2 separate regions of the Xenopus laevis genome follow, and region 1 is linked to region 2. A link is a contact called in public Hi-C data. All regions are on one chromosome and are shown on one strand. The core of a region is the stretch at or near the end of the contact, and the rest is flanking DNA. Distances in the headings are between cores, read along the strand shown.

The links. A called contact is a pair of places that touch in the nucleus more often than the background predicts.
Region 1: a contact with region 2 is called in a Hi-C map of the XL177 cell line, with 2.5 times the contacts expected there. The contact joins the promoter of ccdc62.L here to the enhancer-like site in region 2. A contact is called at or near these places in 2 of 4 Hi-C or Micro-C datasets (the XL177 cell line and the XTC cell line).

Annotation. Positions count from the first base shown.
Region 1 is chr1L:175,396,357-175,399,996 of Xenopus_laevis_v10.1, reverse strand. It overlaps ccdc62.L (coiled-coil domain containing 62 L homeolog), which reads left to right and starts at 1,557. Exons shown (of 13, transcript NM_001094381.1): 1 at 1,557-1,743; 2 at 2,884-2,947. The coding sequence starts at 2,912. It overlaps denr.L (density-regulated protein L homeolog), which reads right to left and starts at 1,279. Exons shown (of 8, transcript NM_001092717.1): 1 at 1,260-1,279.
Region 2 is chr1L:175,223,718-175,227,612 of Xenopus_laevis_v10.1, reverse strand. It overlaps abcb9.L (ATP-binding cassette sub-family B member 9), which reads right to left. Exons shown (of 14, transcript XM_018263048.2): 6 at 2,304-2,434. Among protein-coding and RNA genes, the nearest start is that of abcb9.L, 14 kb to the right of the region's middle. Within about 2 kb of position 1,977, at least 2 of the 7 cell types and tissues checked have an H3K27ac peak or open chromatin away from gene starts, as enhancers often do.

The sequences.
Region 1 (3,640 bases), core at 308-2,807, 170 kb before region 2:
ATCTAAGTGTGGATGTGCCCAATCAAAATCAATTTGCAGTAACTTAAGTAAAGGTGAGGGGAGATTGATATTAAGAGCTTTAGATTTAGCTGAATTAACATGTAAGCCTGAAATCTTACCAAACTTCCCTAATAGATTATATAAATTGGGGAGGGATGTCATAGGTCTTGTTAAGGTAAGTATTCGGTCGTCTGCAAACAAAGTGCATTTATACTCCGTGGCCCTGATGGAAATAACGGATATATCTAATGAAGCCATAATTAAGGCTGCAAGCGGTTCTATGGCCAATAAAAAGAGGGTAGGAGACAATGGGCAACCATGGCGTGTGCCCCTATGCAGGCCAGGACTGGGAGTCAATATAGGCCCTGTCATTCCAAGTACACAGAGGCCCAAACAGCCTCCTACCAGCCAAAAACAGCCTCTTACCAGCCCACTATATGGTAACTTTCTACGGCCCAAGGTTCTAATTGGGGTATTATAGAGAGCAAAGATATAGTTCATAAAGGGAACTGGGAAGCCCATATAGCGTAGAACATAAAATAGATATTCCCAATCCACCAAATCAGCTGCCTTCTCGAGATCCAAGGATAGGATCATCGAGGAGACGTTTGATCGAGGGGCAGACCAAATAACATTAAACAGTTATCTAACATTATCATATGTATGCTTTCTTGAATTAATTTAACGTTTAAATGATTTTCTAGTAGATTTATGTAAAGATCCATTATACAGAAAACCCCAGGCCCAAGCATTCTGCATAACAGATCCCATACCTGTAATCTCTTCCACATACACTAGCACACTGTTATTTACTCACTAATATGATCAGACAAGACTGCATTATGCCTAGGACATAGCATAACAAATGAAGGACACTAATATTGGATTTTATGCATTTAAAGGTATATAAGAGTATATAACAGGGTATATAACAGAGTATTACAGACACAGGAGCCCCTAAAGGGAAAAAGGTTGGTACTTCATCTTCAAAAGGAAGTAAAATGATTACGAGACGAGCCACATTGGATTCAGTGTAAATGATGGTGCAGCTGTCTGATCAGCCCGTGGTGTCTCATGCTGCTGCACTAAATACTCAAAACCCCTGACTAAGCATCGCAGCAGCTAAAGAGCCCAATAACCATGCTGTATCACAGTCACAGTGCGGGGCTTCGCAAGGCTACACAGTGACAACTGAACAGGTACAATATAACGAGCATTAAGAGTTAATCAATAAAATCGCCCACTATATTTTTTCCTACCTCAGTAATGCCAGATTGAGAAGCAAGGAATAGAGATCCACCTCCAAGCCTCGCTTTAGGATAGCGTCTACATTGATTGGCTCAGATTCGTCATGTGATACATCGTGAGCCTGTCACTAGAGCATATTGGGAAATGTAGTTTACTCTTTTTTAAAAATTTACTGTACAAATGAACAGCTGCACTACAAGTCCCAGAATACTACTGAAATACAGGCGTTACTTATGAATTTGTCCAGTTTTAGTTTGACTATTAGCCCGGTAGTTACACTTGAAATCTGCAGCAGCGATAGTAGGAAACAAAGGTACAACACACAAGGAATACTCGTAGCTGACGTAAAGTATGTGCCATTGTATGAAATAAGAGGCAAACCCCGAACTGCCTGATGTAAAGTGATGTTGGCAGGAGCTCCTCAATTCTCTGCTTCTGAGTCTGACCTGACTGAAGTGGGAAGGTTAGAAAGTGATTCTGGATTTTAATATATATGTAAGTATTTGTACATATTACTTTTCCTGTGTATTAATATGTGCACTTTATATAGACACAGGACGCTGAATATTACTGTTATGAACACATTAGTCAAAGACTGGACCTGTGGATTAACCAAGCTTAATGTTGGAACCATTCAGTATATACAGACCTGAGACTGAAGCTGGCCACACACACTGGCTAATGCTGAATGGTCACGTAGGCTGAATGATGAAGGGCCATACACGTTATGACCACCTTTCTGTTGTTCTGTTCATTTGGACAGATTGCCTTCCTTATCAACAAACAGGCCAATATACATAGCGCATGCATATTGGTCATGATCATAGGGCCTTGGGCCACCATACGAACCCAGCCCTAGCCCACAGTAACCTAATCTGGCCCTGCGATCCTTCTCTGACATCAATGGAGGGGACGGGATGAGTGTGAGTATATAACAAACACTGCCATTCTCTAGTGGGGGTTTGGGATGAGTATTTAATACTCACGCTTGCCCGCACATCACTAACATGCATGAACTAAAAATTGTGCAAAACTTCAGTACAAGTATGGCCAGCCTGAATTAGCCTCCATCTGTAGGGAGCTTGTATGTTCTCCCCATACTTGTGTGGCATTCCTCCAGTTGTGGGTACTCCAGTTTCCCACCACACTCCACAAACATGCTGGCATTTGAATTGGCTCCTGATACAATTGACCACTTTGAATGTGATGGGGACTTTGTAAGATCCACTGTGGCAAGGATAGGGTTGCCACCTTTTCTTAAAAAAAATACCGGCCTTCCTATATATTTATCTTTTTTTCCCTATTTATAACATTAGATCAACCATCATTTTTACCAGCCAGGCCGGTGAAAGACCGGCCAGGTGGCAACCCTATTTTTCCCTATTAATAACATTGGGTTTAACCATCGTTTTTACTGGCCATGCCGGTAAAATACCGGCCAGATGGCAACCCTAAGCAAGGACTAATATGAATTGCATATCATTTCTATAAAGCTCCTCAGAATATATTGGCACTATATGAAGATAATAATTATGAAAACAAATACCAAAATCAATGTCCTCCAACAAAACTCTAAAACTCTGTTTTCTATACTAACATAACTTTATTTGCTTTCTAAATGTTTTATATCCACAGTACTGCTAGTTCCAGTCACAGAATACTTATGAGCTCTTCATTACAACTCTCTTCTCAACTAAAGGTACAGTTTATTGTTTGGATACTTTTTTTTAAGTAATATTTTTATTGATTTTTTTTTATGTTACAATGTTTATATCCAGCCTAATAGAGGCCTTTGTGGAAGTCATTGTGGAAACTCTTCAGTTAATACAACAAACTGTAATAGTTAAACAACTTACTAAGCAAAGCATCATTGTCATTGACATTTGTAGCCTAATTTGGCATAATAGCTTGGATACTTTTTAAAGGGGGCATATTGTGAAAATAATGAAAATTTAAATCCATGGTCCCATGAAAAAAATAGCCTTGTTCCAATAAGCTTTGATTAAAAATGATGCACTGTTTATTTATGTTTTCAGAAGCATAGGAAAGGTAGATGCCTGTTTCTTGCTTGAAATAGGTAGGACTGCTGCAGCTGCCTATCACTAGAGTTGTTCAAGCAATAAAGGACAAAATGCAACACAATGTTACAAAAATCCATTTTTAAAATAAATCGTATATTTTTCAATAAAGTTTATAGGAAAGATTCTTATTTTTTTTTATTATATATCCACTTTAACTTCTCATTAACAAATCGTTCTACGTGTTCTGAAAGGGATTTTGCTAATGTGCATTTCAAAGTTGCTGACTTTTATGTGTAATGTGCTTACAGTGAGAAAGAAAGAAATGTACTGTTACACATTGATTCAGCATGACCAAATTAATTTATCATGTA
Region 2 (3,895 bases), core at 728-3,227:
AAATAGTTATATCCTGGGACTATAAAACAGAGGTGTTGTGCCATGCTTTCATATATCGAATGTTTGACAACTATCAAGGGCGGTGGTATGAACTAATAGAAACAACCACTGATTTACAGTAGGGATGCACTGAATCCAGTCACGTTTCAACATGTGATGCCGTCTGAGGCGGCGCTGAGAATGGCGCCCCCCTGCCCGTCGCACTTATCTTGAAATCGCCTACAGGGGTCTGGGGTGGGGCGCATCGCTAGCACAGAAAGCAAAACGGCGCTTTCTGCACTACAAAAGCCAAATTTTCAGTTTAAAAAACGGAAATTCAGGTCTTAAAGTTACCGGGAGCAGATTTTTGCTGCCCCTTGTAACTACTGCGGAGCTGCTGCTTGAGGCAAGGTGCTCACCTTTCCTCATATCAGAAAGGCCCCATACCGAATCCACTTTTTTGGATTCGGCCGAACCCTTCGCAAAAGACTCAGCCAAATACTGAACTGAATCTGAATCCTAATTTTCATATGCAAATTAGGGGTCGGAAGGGAAAACATATTTTACTTCCTTGTTTTTGACGAAAAGTTATGCAATCTCCCTCCCTGTCCCTAATTTGCGTATGCAAATTTGGGTTCAGTTTGGCCGGGCAGAAGGATTCAGCCAAATCCTGCTGAAAAAGGCCGAATCCTGGCCGAATCTCGAACCAAATCCTGGATTCGGTGCATCCCTAGTTTACAGGGTACATGTTATATAAAAATAAAGTAAGATCATTACTATCAGGGTCAGGAAAATGAGGAAACACTCCAAAATACAAATTCTATGGCTTAGATCTCTGCTACCATCTGGTGGTAAAATGGCATATTTCAAGACAAGGCAAATACGTCCAGCTTATTTTCCAGGTCTCTGCAACTTAATTGCTAAAGCGGGAGAGCTGGAAACTGTAATGATTCACCATTTACAGGTCCTACTGACCCCTGCCTTATCCAGCTGAGCAGGGGAAAGGTGTCCCCGAATGATTTACTAATCCAGTCACATTGTCAGAATGTAGTTACCATTCTGTGAAAAATGAACTACAATAACATTAGAAGAGAAGAGAAAAATACAGCACATACCGCAGGTCACTTTCAATTACCTTAGTTTTTCCTCACTGAATTGAATTTGACCCTTTATCAAATCAATCAAATATATTTTATACATATTATACAAGACGTTATGGCCAATACATTGGGCCTACTGATTATTAGCTGAAGGTCTACTGGTAGCTAACTATCTTCCCTGGGGCACCATTGCTACTGATATACACCTGTAAAGGAGATGTGGGTCAAGCCATGTTTTGTTTGGGTGAGACACATCAAAAAGAAAAAATAAATGTATGTGTGCAGAGAAATATTCATTACATGTACACAGAACATTCATCCTCTCCATGTATTTATAAATATGAGAACTGAAATATAGTTTGGCAGAGGTATGCTCCATAGACTACGTTATTAGTAACACTATATTAGTATTACGCTAATGCCAGACAAGATTGATTGCTATGATTTGCCTAATAGATCTGACAAATAGCTAATTATTATTTATAACAATGTCAGCAATCTGGTTGCTAGGGTTCAATATACCCTAGCAACCATGCATTATTTTAAATAAGAGACTAAAATATTAATTGGAGAGGCCTGAACAAAAAGTTGAGTAATAGAAGGTAGAAATAAAAATAGATTTGTGGCATTACAGAGCATTTGTTTTAGATGGGGTCAGTGACCCCCATTTGAAAGCTGGAAAGAGTCAGTAAGAGAAGGCAAATAATTCAAAAACTATAAAAAAAAAAATAACGAAGGCCAATTGAAAAGTTGCTTAGAATTTGCCAATTGATAGCATGCAAAAAGTTAAAGGTGAACCACCCCTTTAAAAATGATCTTCAACAAGGTAATTTAGATTTAGTCACCCACTTCTAAAAAAAAAACATTATATATTACTGAATTATTTTCTAGAGGCAGTTTCACATAAAAGGGCCAAGTATTTCTTCAGTTACAAATTCAGCGATGCAGAAAAAAAAAGGTTCTGTGCACATGAAGCTGTGGCTTTATGTTAATAAAGTATTATGTTTCCTCTTAAGAATAAATAAGACTGGGTGCAAGGGAATACCAATTTGAATAATAATTTGAATAACAATTGTTTGCAATCAGGTTGGGAAGGGGCATGTATTGTATCACCCTATCCAGACCAAACCCCCTGTGTTTTTTCCACACTGCATTTTTAACCTTTTGTTATGCTTTCTATGGTGTTGCAAATGTTATGATCATTGAGTAACATTAGGTCAGTACCCGTGTGGTTCTCATCAAAGAAACCAATTTCTTGAGATAACAGTGAGCAAAAGAGCAGGTTGCGTATACGGATGTTCAGTCTGGCAAAAGTAAAGGTAAACAGACCCCCTCGTACTCCAGCAGAGAATGCGCTGAATGGAGAGAAAAGCAATGGAAAGAAAAACAGTAACAAATGCATTATAAAACTGTATATACATATATTAATTTTGGGCATCTCACGAATAGGCAATTGACCAATGTCTTTACCATCAATAACTTGTAATCACAAACATGAACTTTCATTCACACATCTAGGGGCAAATTCAGCAAGGGTCGAATATCGAGGGTTAATTAACCCTCGATATTCGACTGGGAATTAAAATCCTTCGACTTTGAATATCGAAGTCGAAGGATTTTAGCGCAAATAGTTTGATCGAACGATTCGAAGGATTTTAATCCAATGATCGAAGGATTATCCTCCGACCAAAAAAACTTAGGCAAGCCTATGGGGACCTTCCCCATAGGCTAACATTGGGTTCGTTAGGTTTTAGATGGCGAACTAGGGGGTCGAAGTTTTTTCTTAAAGAGACAGTACTTCGACTATCGAATGGTCGAATAGTCGAACGATTTTTAGTTCGAATCCTTCGATTGGAAGTCGTAGTTGATGCTCGAAGTAGCCCAAAAAACACTTCGAAATTCAAAGTTTTTTTACTTTAAAAATCCTTCACTCGAGCTTGGTGAATTGGCCCCTTACAGTCATAAAATTCCTGAGCCTGTATACCTAAAACAATACTTTATGGTGGCTCTATAACTAGGTTGTTTTTATCAAGTGTGACTTAAGCTGGACATAGACGCAAAGATCTGATCATACGAATCAAGGTTTCATACAATTTTCGGACCGTGTGTGGAGAGTCCCGACATTTTTCGTCCGGCGGAGATCGGTCGTTTGGTTGATCGGACAGGTTAAAAGATTTCTGTTGGCTGCCGATAATATCTCTGCGTGTATTGCCAATCGTACGATTTTCAGTGGGAGACTGTCACCAGCTTTTGTCAGACATAACTTTCGTACAATTGCTGTCAGGGGCAGAACATCGGCTGATCTGTTTTTTACTACTTTATTTGATCTGAATGGTTAGTGGCAGGTCGGGAGATGGCAAAGTCCGATCGTACGATGATTCGTACAATCGTATCTTTACGTCTATGGCCAGCTTAAAGGTGGCCATACACATTACAATTATGATCTTTCCCACGACCATTGGCTTTTGCAGATATTGGTTGTCTTGTCTCCCACCATATACACAGCGAATATCATTCCATTCCTCTGGAATTTTCTACTACAGTCTGTCCCCGACTTTCTCCCAACCTTTCTGCTTTCAAGAAATCTCTTAAAACGCACTTATTTAGAGAAGCCTACCCTCATCCTGTCTAACTGCCAAATGCAATACCACATCTCTCACCCACTTCATTCTGATCTTGCCCACTCCCACACCTGGTGTCTTATTCCCTTCCCTTTAGATTGTAAGCTCTTTTGCACAGGACCTTCCTCACCTTTGTACCAGTATTGGTTGTGATGTATGTAACTCCATATGTTCTATGTATGTCATTAATGTGAT